4 separate regions of the Zea mays genome follow, and all the other regions are linked to region 1. Evidence: chromatin contacts called from public Hi-C data. All regions are on one chromosome and are shown on one strand. The core of a region is the stretch at or near the end of the contact, and the rest is flanking DNA. Distances in the headings are between cores, read along the strand shown. Region 1 has its middle 14 kb from the start of LOC109944521. Region 2 has its middle 32 kb from the start of LOC100285859. Region 3 has its middle 200 kb from the start of LOC109944521. Region 4 has its middle 120 kb from the start of LOC109944521.

Region 1 (2,700 bases), core at 91-2,590:
CTTGCACATTCCAACACATAGGTTCTGTGCCGACTTGCCGAGACGGGAGGGGTGGAGGAGGGGGGAGTGGAGCGAAGAAAATCCTACTACTCTCTGTTCTCGCTCGTCGCTACAATTGTGCCGGCGGTGTTGGTGGGGTGGTATTTACTTGCCTTGTTGCGCATGCATCATTGGGGGCGGGCGGGCATTCCTGTCTGTCAACCTGGACAACGCGCACGTCGCAATAGTGCTGGGCGAGGTACATCTGTCTAGGGAAAATTCCTTGGCTCTACGCTTAGAGCTGCAGGCGCCTACGCTGGGGGGCGGGCTCGCACATCAGTGGCCGGGCGGGCACTGCACACGCCGACGCCGACGCGGAGCCTACCTATTCAGCTATTCTATACTCGATCGCCCACACACAACGCGGACGGAGGCGGTTCACCCGATCGAGCTTCCTTGCCTGCCGGCCGGCCGGCTTGGATGATGGCGTGCCTCTGCCTTCAAGCCAGCCTGCTGCTTTGGCGCTGCTGAACCCTGCCTTCTCAGGCTCAGCAGCAACACACACTTACTGCATTGCCTTGAACAGGACATTCGTATAGCCTTGCAGAGGCGAGGAAGGGGGCCATGTGGGTGCTAGTTCTGCACTGTTGCGGGCGCGCGTGTAAGGGCTACAGTATCATCTCCGGACCGGGACATTTCAGCCATCTTCCTTCAGGCTCTGGTGGCGGTAAGCTGCCCTTCTCGGCAACCCGCCAGAAATGGAAGCCGTGGCAGCCGGCCTAACGTACGCAGCCGCAAGTGTAGCCATGTACTACCACCACCTCTCTCTGCGTGTTCCCTCCTTTCAAAGTTTTCACAAGCTGACGACGACGAGCTTTTCTGCATCCTCTTGTTGCCACTCGAACGAAACGAAAGAGCGAATGAATGAATGAATGAATGAATGAATTGGTGTCATAGTCTCTAACTCTGCGGGTACAAGGAACGCATGCGCATCCGAGTGACATGGATCGTGTCTGTCTGTTCCTGCGTTGCATTTTTTTTTCACAGGATGGTTTGTACTCCAAAACAATCAAGCTTCTCAGACTATTTCCTCTTTTTCGTTTTCTCTTTCCAATGAAAGGTACTGTTCGCGGCCTTGTCCCCTAGCTCCAGCTGCATGCTTGGTTGCCTCTCCCCAGCTGTCGCTGTCGTGCAATTAATCGAGCAAGGAGAGGAGGGGTGGTTTCCTTTCCTTTGACAAGGGAGAAAAAAAGAAAAAGAAAAGAAAAGTGGCACGCAGATGCAGATTGCAGCAGGAGTAGATATATAGATGGGTGTACCGTCCGTCTCCGTCAGGCTAGAAAAGCCTGTTTCGTACGGTCCGTTGATAGCTGATAGCACACATGGGTCTGTATGTGGGTGGGTGGGTGGACCGTGGAGCCCTGCTGCACTCCAGCGCAGCCGCTGCTGCTTAAGCATAGGCTCTGAACACACTGAAACTACTGCTGATCGCCCAACCCAGCCAGCCCACACCTCTCCTTCCCCTTCCATGCTGCAGCTGCAGGCAGCGGGATGCACGTGCCTTAAGCGTCCAGCGATCGCTGCAGCCAGTGCGCTCGCAGCGCAGTCAGTGGAGACTTTAATTACTGGCCCGACGAGCCAAATTGACGGGGCGTTTCATTGAACCGTGATTTCTGCAAAATCTGATGTGGACTGTACAAATGCAGGGGTAGTTTCTAGGTTGTGTAGATAAAAAAGTCATTTGAAAGCTGTAATTTTTTTTTTAAAAAAGACACCCCTATTGTTTGTTTCGTTGGAATTGAATTCCTAACTAATAATCATAATCTAGACACAAACTAATTGAGTTAATATATTTATATACGTAATATGTTTGTATATTATCTTAAATTATATGAGAGAGATAGTTATACACTACATTTATGCTATAGATAAGTAAGTACAAGAGTGTGCTATAAGTTGTACATTACAAAAGTATTATGTAAATCTATAGAACCACTTTTCATCTCTCACCCAATCAATTTGAGTTAGACTTATCTATAAACTTTGGGAAGTTGTCGAATGACACGTTCTAAAAAATAGCCTACTCCATTAGTTAGATTCTAATTTCTTAAAATAAAGGGAAACAAACGGGACCTAAACATTTTCTCTTAGGGATAAGCGGAGTATATTAATTAGCTTTATCTTCTTTATTTGGATGTGTTGAGCACCATATGTGGCACCTGGGAAGGCTGGACGGTTCGGCCATGTAGGACGGGCAGTCCGCAACCCGAACGGTCCGCGGGTTAGCACGGACGGTCCGCGATTAGACCAGATCAGGCGAGATATTCCCTTTTTCCATGCGTGCTTATCCAACTAAATACACGATCGTATTGGGAAACGCCTAGAAATGGGTCCAGACCTCCCCCTATATATATGAAAGGGTACGGTCGATTGCGCGCATCGTCAATCGAACCAATCAATCAATCTACTTTATTTCCTTTGTTCTTCATTGCATTATAAGTAGGTGTAATCTAGACCTACCTTAGCTTTCCTCCAACCCCAAATCTTCGTCCTTCTTCGACTCTACGTCGTCTAGGGAGGTCCCGAGTGGCCTGCCGATCCTAGGGCACCCCCTAAAACTCTCCTCCCCGTCGAGGTCTCTCCCGGGGACGAGTTTTAGGGTTCTTCGAACCTCTGCGTACGTGTGAGTCGTCCGGCCTAGAGCGCGCACCGTCGGGGCGG
Region 2 (2,700 bases), core at 24-2,523, 190 kb before region 1:
ATACAAATTTATAATTGAAATTTTTTTCATTTAAATTAATTTATTGCTTGAAAATATGGTTTTTAAATTGTATTTGTCTAGTGTTAAAAAAACACTCGACAAAGAAGATTTTACTTTTGTCAAAAATAAAACATTCGGTAAAAAAACTCTTTGTCGAGTGTTTATTTTCACCGAATGTTTTTTTGTTACACACTCGGCAAAGAACTTTTTTATCGAGTGCTAAAAAACACTAGGTAATAAAAGGAAAAATAATCTTATTTCATTCACAGTTTCGCTAACCACTTTTTTGCGTGCAAAAGAGTAAAAGGCCAACGAAGGTGTAGCGCTTTACTAGTACATCGTACTCCACACTGCCGTAGTACGTACGAAAATAGGTACAAAAAAAGCGTGCTCTTTCAGGGGCACGCTACACATTCATAACTTTACTCCTGTCCGCCTGCAGGAACTTGTCGTCCCATCGCCACTAGTATGTTTTGGCTCCTCCTTTTCAGGGGAAAAATAATTCGGAACCTTCGATGGTGACGTAACAACCTTTTTGCACCTTTATTAAATTTTGATTCAGAGTCCGTCCGTCCGTCCGGTCCGGCTCCGGCATATTGTCTCTTGGGCACGCGCCGTACGTACCCGGCTCTGGTCTGAGTTCACCGCCGGCCGGTCGGCCCCTGTCGTTCGTCCTCTCCGTCAGAACTGAGAAGTAACTGTGTGCCTAGCTCACCGTCCAGGACTGTGCTACTTTCATGTTTACGACCAGAATCTACTGCTGGATCCGATCGATGTGCATTCTAGCTGGAGCCAGGTATCGACTGAGATGACCTTTGGCTGCGCGCGATGCGATGCGACGACCTAGCTAAACACGGCGAGAGGGAGCTGAGCTGACGAACTGGATCTATATGTTAATCTGGCGTTGTCTTCAGTGGAATCAGCTGGGTATTATCAGCTGAAGTATATGACTATATGTACATGTATTGCCTCGCTGTTAAAAAAATGCATGTGAAAAGACACCACCAGCGTGTTTGGTTACTTGTACAACCATATCCAGACTCACGGCGTGCTTTGATCGCGCGCAAGTATGTGTTTGATTGGCTATGCCTCCATCTACGAGCCTGCACGTACGCGTCCAACTTGGTCTAATTTTTACCGTTCAGTGGCCTCACAGCCTGCACGCGTGGGGATGTGAAAAACGAGCTTCGCTCGCGGGCCAGGCCAACTCGAGTCTGGAGCGCTGGAGAGCAGCAACCAAACATGCGGTACGAGAACTCCATCGCCAACTCACCATGCATGCATGCATGCGCCGACACATGTCAGAGACCTAATCATTCAGCGGGAAAAGCTGACCGGTGGTGCCAGATGCATGCATGGCTCTCCTGTTCTGTTCTAGTGCATGCCTACGTAGGCTCTTGCTCCTTTTGACCCAAATCATCATGTCCGCATCGACCATTTTCGTCCTTCGACGACGAGCGAGTGGCCAATACTTAGCTAGCATGCACCGGCCGCGGTCGGGCACCGCTGGATTGGTGAAAAAAAAAAGGCGTCGTCCGACCCGGCCGACCGGGCTATTTGTGACATCACATCACTAGCGGCAGCGATCCTGATGCGTGCTGTTGGAAACGTGATCTCCTGGAGTGACAGATTCTCAAAGATGATGGCATGCGTGAACGTGAGGGCGCGCGGCGTAACCTATATAGCGATGCCTCTAGCTTTTTTTTTTCACTTCACTATCTGTGCTAGTAGCTGTCCCAGTGTGCCTGCTGGTCCAGATGGTAAAAGGTCAAAAGTGTCATATCTATAATTCTATGTGCTTGTGCAAGCATTCCGTAGGTGTCGGTTCGGGACCAGAACGTACGTACGTACGGAAGCACCAAACCCATCATCATCATGCGCTATGCATGCATGCATGCATATCGATCGTTTTCAGCCTCTTGGTCAATGTATGTGCTTTGTCCACGCCCAACAATTGCAAGTTTGTTATGATGAATGTCTCTGCACTTTGGCTTTCAGCTTTCTATCTTTTACCCTACGACCTCCCTCTTTATTTGAATTATTTCCTTTTAAATTTTTTTCACTCGCAAACACGTTCGTACGGGCACACGCTCTTCTCTCCTACTAATTCACAAATTCATCCACAGTACGTACGTACGTCTCTCCAGTTTGATTCATCATTGCTATTTGAGAAACACTGAAAAGTACACAGCTAGCAGAGGCGATGGCTTGGATTGCTTGGTTGGTTGGTTGTTTCTCCAATGTGAAGGGAGTTTTAACTAGGTGAGAAATGACGACGACATAATTACAAGCTGGAGAAGATTAGTATAGTAGTCTAATTAGCGAATAATTAATGGATGGATGGTGCATGCCAAGCTGCTGCTGCTGCAGAAAAGAGACGACGCGCGACCAGAAACAACCTCTGATCATCGTTCACTCATTCGTTCCTTCACGAAAAAGTCGTCAGCCTTTTTGGAGGGTAAACTCGCCTGAGCCTTGGTCGTCTCTCTGCATTCGCCCTGTGTTCCTTCACATGCGTGCATGGCCCATACACCTGAACACTGCCGTGTGCATGCATGCGCGTTCCTACGGAGTACTACGAAATTTACAGAGCGCCAATCCTGTGGAGACGACCGGACGGGTAGATGGGCGCGCGGGTGGACCGAAAGCGCCTGCTGACGGGCGGCTGGCAGGGCGTAGGAAGCGCGCGGTGACCAGTGA
Region 3 (2,700 bases), core at 27-2,526, 220 kb after region 1:
CTGATCCTAACGAGAAGAATCTTTCTCTCGTTTTCTTTTCATTAAGAACCTATATTATATAAATAATGGAACAGGGAGGGACCTCTCTGGCATTACTATTCTCGGCAAATCCAATCCCATTGGACCGATCAACGTCATGTCCGACGCCGACCAATGCGGCAATCATGAGAACCACTAGCTTTGCCCGCAAAATAACGCTCACGGCGCGATGTCCGCGCGTCTGCTCAAACTGAGAGATTTTAAAACTCGCAACAAGATGTCAAATCGACAACTGCTTTTTTATCATCAGAATGGAAGAGAGAGAGAAAAAAACAAGCAAGGGTTACTCAACAGAATGCTTTTCTATTATTGTCAGGGGATCAGTTAGTTGATGATATATTATTGGTCTCTGGGCCCTGGAGAATAACATTAGGTGAACCGTCTGGAAGGACGAGGCTAGGGTAGTAGACAGGCACACAGTGTATTCATCACCTTCGGCATCTTGTTGGTTCATGCATGTCGCGTGGTTACCTGTTAACACTACTAGCTAGTTAGCTTCATTGGTCCGGGTCAAGCAAGAATACAACACACGATGGTCGTTAATAATTAATAAATGAGATTAATTATAACAGGCCTTGTCTTTAAAATAATCTCCCAATGATTAATAAAGGAGGACAATAGGTTTATATACAGAGCGGATGTGCATGGGTCCATGAAGCTAGCTAATTAATAAGTACAGTAATGGGCAAGTTGAGTACCAGAATCTCTCTCGATCGACTTTTCGCGCGCGCGGACTGAACGAATCCGTTCACCAAACCCAAATCCGGTAACAACTATGTGACCAAATATAGCTTATAAGTGACGGCGACGCGCGGGCGGCGGCGGTGGGTGCTGATCCGCGACGGCGGCGGCGACAAAGCATATCACCATGCATGTACCTTCAAAAAGACACAACTCGCTCGTAAACCCATGCTCTTGCAAATTAAAAGCCCCGTCCGCCGGCGTCCGCTCCATCACATCACAGCGCATTAGCGGCGTGGCCGGCCAGCCAGCAAGCCGCCGCACCTCAGACCAACCGTACGGAGATGGCCGGCCGTCCACACTCCACAGACAAACACTTGGATTTGGCCGGTGGCGCTTTCCCTCCGCTTGCTTTGGCCAGGGACGGATCGGGTCCCTTGGCTGCAAGCGCGCGCGCGCGGCTGCCGCTCCTCTCGATATCAATCCGTCGTGCTGTGCTGCTGATGCGCGGCAATCTAGCTAGCTTGCCCGGCATCCTGTGTGGGTACGATCAGATGCGCGATCTGCTTGACGGGGAGGGGTCTCCGACCCACCTGTGTGTAGGCCCCCGGCCCGTAGTACTGGTCTTTTGGGTGCACGTCTTTTTTGACTAATGGTTGCCTCGAGTGATGGGACCAGCGTACCGCTTTGGGTGCTCAGGCCTGCCCGCCAATTGAACACACCGCCGACCGGATTTTCACCGTCACAAATCATAAATTATTATTTTAGTTATATGAAGTGAATCGAAACATCTTACTCCTAACCAAATTTATATAGTAAAATAATAACATTTGAAATTATTATTTTCAGCAAAAAAACGATCTTAGAAAAAAGGGGACATGAAACCCTTGTCTCGTTTTTTAAATTTTCCATCATACATTCATATACATCCGTACCAAAAGATAGTTCTACTCTCTCTGTTTTTTTATTTATAGCATTTTAATTAAAAATAAACTAACTGACGATAAATATTCGAGAACAGAAAAGGTAGTAATAGGTTTTGGGCACAAAAAATAAGAAATCATGGATAACGCTGATGGATTGAATTAGGACCTAAAATCCGGATTGAATTAGGACCTAAAATCCTCTTCTTATTTAAATTTAAAAATAAATTTAAATAAGTAGATTTTAGCCCTCTAATCACATTCGGTTTTATAGCTCACAGACTATCTCTAAATGTCTAACATACCTCCGGCCCACAAAGCAAAGTCGGGCTACATATTAAGTATATAAGTACTCATTATACTGAGATGCCGTAGTAGCTAACTTTTTCTCAGGCTAGACATGGCGGCAACATGGTGCAAACTGACTTGATGTATGTGAAGCAGCGAGAACACGGCGGAAAAGCTGATGGATTTGTACCCACTAACTTTAGTATGCACGCCACGCATCCATTCGTTCCTTTGCGCGTAGAAGATTCCCATTATTGGGATGGTCAGCGAACAAGTGGGAGGAATGTGACTAGTTTTACTAGCTATGAACACTATTGGAGAATACACAATCAATATCGGTTAAAAACTGGCTATATAGTATTGAATTACCAACCGGTACTATGCATCAGGAACTAAAGGTTTATAACTTTAGTACCGATTTCTAAATAGAACCGTTACTAAAGGTTATATCTTTAGTATCGATTTCTGGCTAAAACTGTTACAAAAGATCCTTTCTTTAGTACCGGTTTCTGATGAGAACCAGTATTAAAGAAAGAATCTTTAATAACAATTCCCGGTAATAACCGGTACTAAAGAAAGGATCTTTAGTGACGGAACTGATACTAAAGTACTCATGCATTTTAGTTCCAGTGTGGTCCCTTACAAGCTACAAGGAGTATATTTGTTTGGGTTATGGTTGTAAAAAAGTTGTGGGCTATGAGCTGTGAAAAAAGTTGTTATGAGCTAGGAATTGTAAAAAACTAAAAGTTGTTTGGTCAAGTTCTTCCGT
Region 4 (2,814 bases), core at 229-2,728, 130 kb after region 1:
TTTTGTTTTTTTATTCCTGAGATTAGGTCTCCTAAAACGTCTTCATCTGAATCTCACGAGAAGCAAGTGTAGCTGGATCTGTTACTTGCACTTGCAGACGAACAGCTCCCTCTTGAAACATCCGTACTTATGAGAGAACGTATGCAGGTTAATTCTTGGTGCGTCTATGCATGTGTATTTCTCCTTTCTTCGTACATCCAATTGCTGAGGTCAGTCTGTGCTCAACATATTCACGTCGTCGTAAATAAACACTCTTATTTGGTAAGTGCATGTTGTGTCGTCGCTGCAAAAGATTATTCCCTTCTATTCTTCACAAATTCTGCTTCATTATTATATATTTACAGTTTATTTGATGCGTCCCGTGTTCCGGCGGCTCTTGGGCGAGTTGTTTTTTTTCTTTTCCACAGAAAAACGGTTGAGAAACATTGGCAGCAAACTAGTTTTCGCGACGATATTGAGCGGGAGACTCATTTCAGGACTCTTTCTTTGTTCCTACATTTGAGAACAAAATAGGTTTACATAGGAAGTTGGTACATTCAGAAAGTTAATTTAAGGAACTACTGGAGCACATTTTTTGTTAATTTTCCCCTAAACCAAAATATAGGATGCATTTTAGGTGACTACTGCAGTTGCTCTCAATCCCTAAACCAAAAATTAGTGGCAGGGGCTTGTTTGTATGTCTCTCAATCCATGTGGATTAGATAAGATTGAGTAGGTTTAAATTTCAAACAAATCAAAATGTTTCATAATTTTTTTCAATTTCATCTAATACACATATGATAGGAATAATAACCCAACAAGCTCCTCCCTAAGTAGGAGGATTGTACGTTGCTGCTCATGATCATACCCATACATGGATTTGAAATTGGAATTACCGCGCACGGAAGAAGAAAAAAAGAGTCTGACGTGTGATCGTACTGGGGCGAGTCAAAATAACATACAGCTGGCCTGCGACCATTGTCCGCCACTCATCTTGTACCGTTATTAATTAAGCAGAAGCACAGTCACTTGTGTGGCTTAATTGTTCGTCATGCCCCTGCCACTAATTTTTTGAAATTCAGTCTGCCAGCCGACCGATGAATAATGCTGCCGGAATGCAAACGTTTACCTATAAAAATGAATTTTCTTAAAGAAAAAACGCTAGCGTAATAAAGAAGCTTTCATTTCGAGGACCCAAGTGTCGCGAGTCGCGACCCAATGTAACGCAACATCCTACAGCGAAGAACGAAATGACTGGTGAGGACCGTACCGTTCATGCATGGGAAGGATCGATTAGGATGAAATGGAGCAGCGTCGCAAGCAGATTCAACGGCAATACATTGATTGTTCCGTTTTTTCCTCCAGCGCGCGCGCGGGGGACCGCGAACGTCTCCGGCCCGTACAGGAACGGAAGCCTGGATCTAGCTGGCTACCTCCGGTTCTGTGGCCAATGGATACTAATGATGCATGGCAGATTGCTCCACGTACGCCCCTTGCTGTGCCATTGATGTGATGCAGCAGGAGCCAGGCAGCCGCGCCGGGCGCCAGCCGCCAGGCCAGTGTCCAAAGGAACAGAACAAACAAGCCTGCAGGCAGGCACACAACAACAGCAACATGCCAGCGACGGTGCTTAAAGCAGCTTTCTCAGACGCAACGCAGAGGCACAGAGCTCCGCTGACGACCGGTCAACCACTCCTGCTAGTATCCAACACTCTCCCAGTGGTCCGCGCTTAACGAACCTGACACAACAACAGTGAATAAATACAAGTAATTACGCTCCGCGCGCAGAACAGAAATTGATGTGCGTCTCGGGTGACTGTATATTATTGCGATATACTCCTAGTATGTTTTAATGCGCCGCGAGATGAACGATCGGATCGATACAAGCTGACATGATTAGTCGGCACGGCAGGCTTTTGTCTGCGTCAGTCCGAACCCAGTGCCCAAAGCCGGACTAATCAGTCGCACTTTTCCTTCCGCGCAGAGAGAGAGGAAAAAAAAGAACAGCAGATTGATTAGTGTGCCCACGAATTTAGCTCATGAGAACTTAACTCCCGCCCACTGTTTCAGCTTCGATGGGACATGGAAAATGACCTGAAAAGGCTACTGATTGTATATGTATTTTTTTTACCTGAGGAGAAATTCGGTTTCTCGACATGGAGAATCGCGTTCCATAGCACAATGCAAATGACAAAAAAAAAAACCTTAGTTAACGTATAAAGGGTAAAACTTGGATACGCGAGGATCTACGTCGTTACGAGTACCTTTTAGTGAATAGCAGGATCTACATCGTTACCGGTACCTTTTAGTGAATAGTAAGTGATTTCCTTCATCCTCCAATCTTATGGTCACCAAATCAGCTATTATCACTTATTTAGCTGCATATGTTTCCAGTTTAATATCCGTAGGTTGATGCAATTTGGTGTAGATTCTAAACTAAATTTTACACAAACCTCTCCAACACATTCAGATAAGGCCGGCGGCGGCCTTAAGTGCTGAACGTTAGATGGACAAAGGAGAAACGCATGAACAACCTTCAATGGAATTTTAGGAGCATATGTATCTTACTTTCTCAATGGATTATTGGCACCAGCTGCTCCCGTTAATCGTTTGTGTGCCTCGTTTCTATTGGATCTACTATGCAAAGGGTTGTTGTTTCTTACTTCTTACGAAAGGGCCTCTAACGTAATAGTTACGGCTTTTGAGTAGCACCTCCAAGTCTCGTGTTCGATCTCCCCCACTCGCTCTCGGGTTGTTTTCTGCGTGACACTCTCCGATTGGGCTGTTGCAGAGTGGACGGTGACGACCACTAGTAATTGGAGTCAGGGTTGATGC

What was found. A called contact is a pair of places that touch in the nucleus more often than the background predicts.
Region 2: a Hi-C map of tassel shows a contact between it and region 1, with 2.3 times the contacts expected there. The contact joins two enhancer-like sites. A contact is called at or near these places in 2 of 25 Hi-C or Micro-C datasets (ear and tassel).
Region 3: a Hi-C map of tassel shows a contact between it and region 1, with 2.7 times the contacts expected there. The contact joins two enhancer-like sites. A contact is called at or near these places in 2 of 25 Hi-C or Micro-C datasets (leaf and tassel).
Region 4: a contact with region 1 is called in a Hi-C map of ear, with 2.1 times the contacts expected there. The contact joins two enhancer-like sites. A contact is called at or near these places in 2 of 25 Hi-C or Micro-C datasets (ear and tassel).

The regions. Positions count from the first base shown.
Region 1 is chr2:88,551,766-88,554,465 of Zm-B73-REFERENCE-NAM-5.0, reverse strand. No RefSeq gene overlaps it. Among protein-coding and RNA genes, the nearest start is that of LOC109944521, 14 kb to the right of the region's middle. Within about 2 kb of position 1,340, at least 17 of the 20 cell types and tissues checked have an H3K27ac peak or open chromatin away from gene starts, as enhancers often do. A contact at or near this core is called in ear, leaf and tassel, where this site is marked.
Region 2 is chr2:88,742,019-88,744,718 of Zm-B73-REFERENCE-NAM-5.0, reverse strand. No RefSeq gene overlaps it. Among protein-coding and RNA genes, the nearest start is that of LOC100285859, 32 kb to the left of the region's middle. Within about 2 kb of position 1,273, at least 17 of the 20 cell types and tissues checked have an H3K27ac peak or open chromatin away from gene starts, as enhancers often do. A contact at or near this core is called in ear and tassel, where this site is marked.
Region 3 is chr2:88,333,852-88,336,551 of Zm-B73-REFERENCE-NAM-5.0, reverse strand. No RefSeq gene overlaps it. Among protein-coding and RNA genes, the nearest start is that of LOC109944521, 200 kb to the left of the region's middle. Within about 2 kb of position 1,276, at least 17 of the 20 cell types and tissues checked have an H3K27ac peak or open chromatin away from gene starts, as enhancers often do. A contact at or near this core is called in leaf and tassel, where this site is marked.
Region 4 is chr2:88,417,000-88,419,813 of Zm-B73-REFERENCE-NAM-5.0, reverse strand. No RefSeq gene overlaps it. Among protein-coding and RNA genes, the nearest start is that of LOC109944521, 120 kb to the left of the region's middle. Within about 2 kb of position 1,478, at least 15 of the 20 cell types and tissues checked have an H3K27ac peak or open chromatin away from gene starts, as enhancers often do. A contact at or near this core is called in ear and tassel, where this site is marked.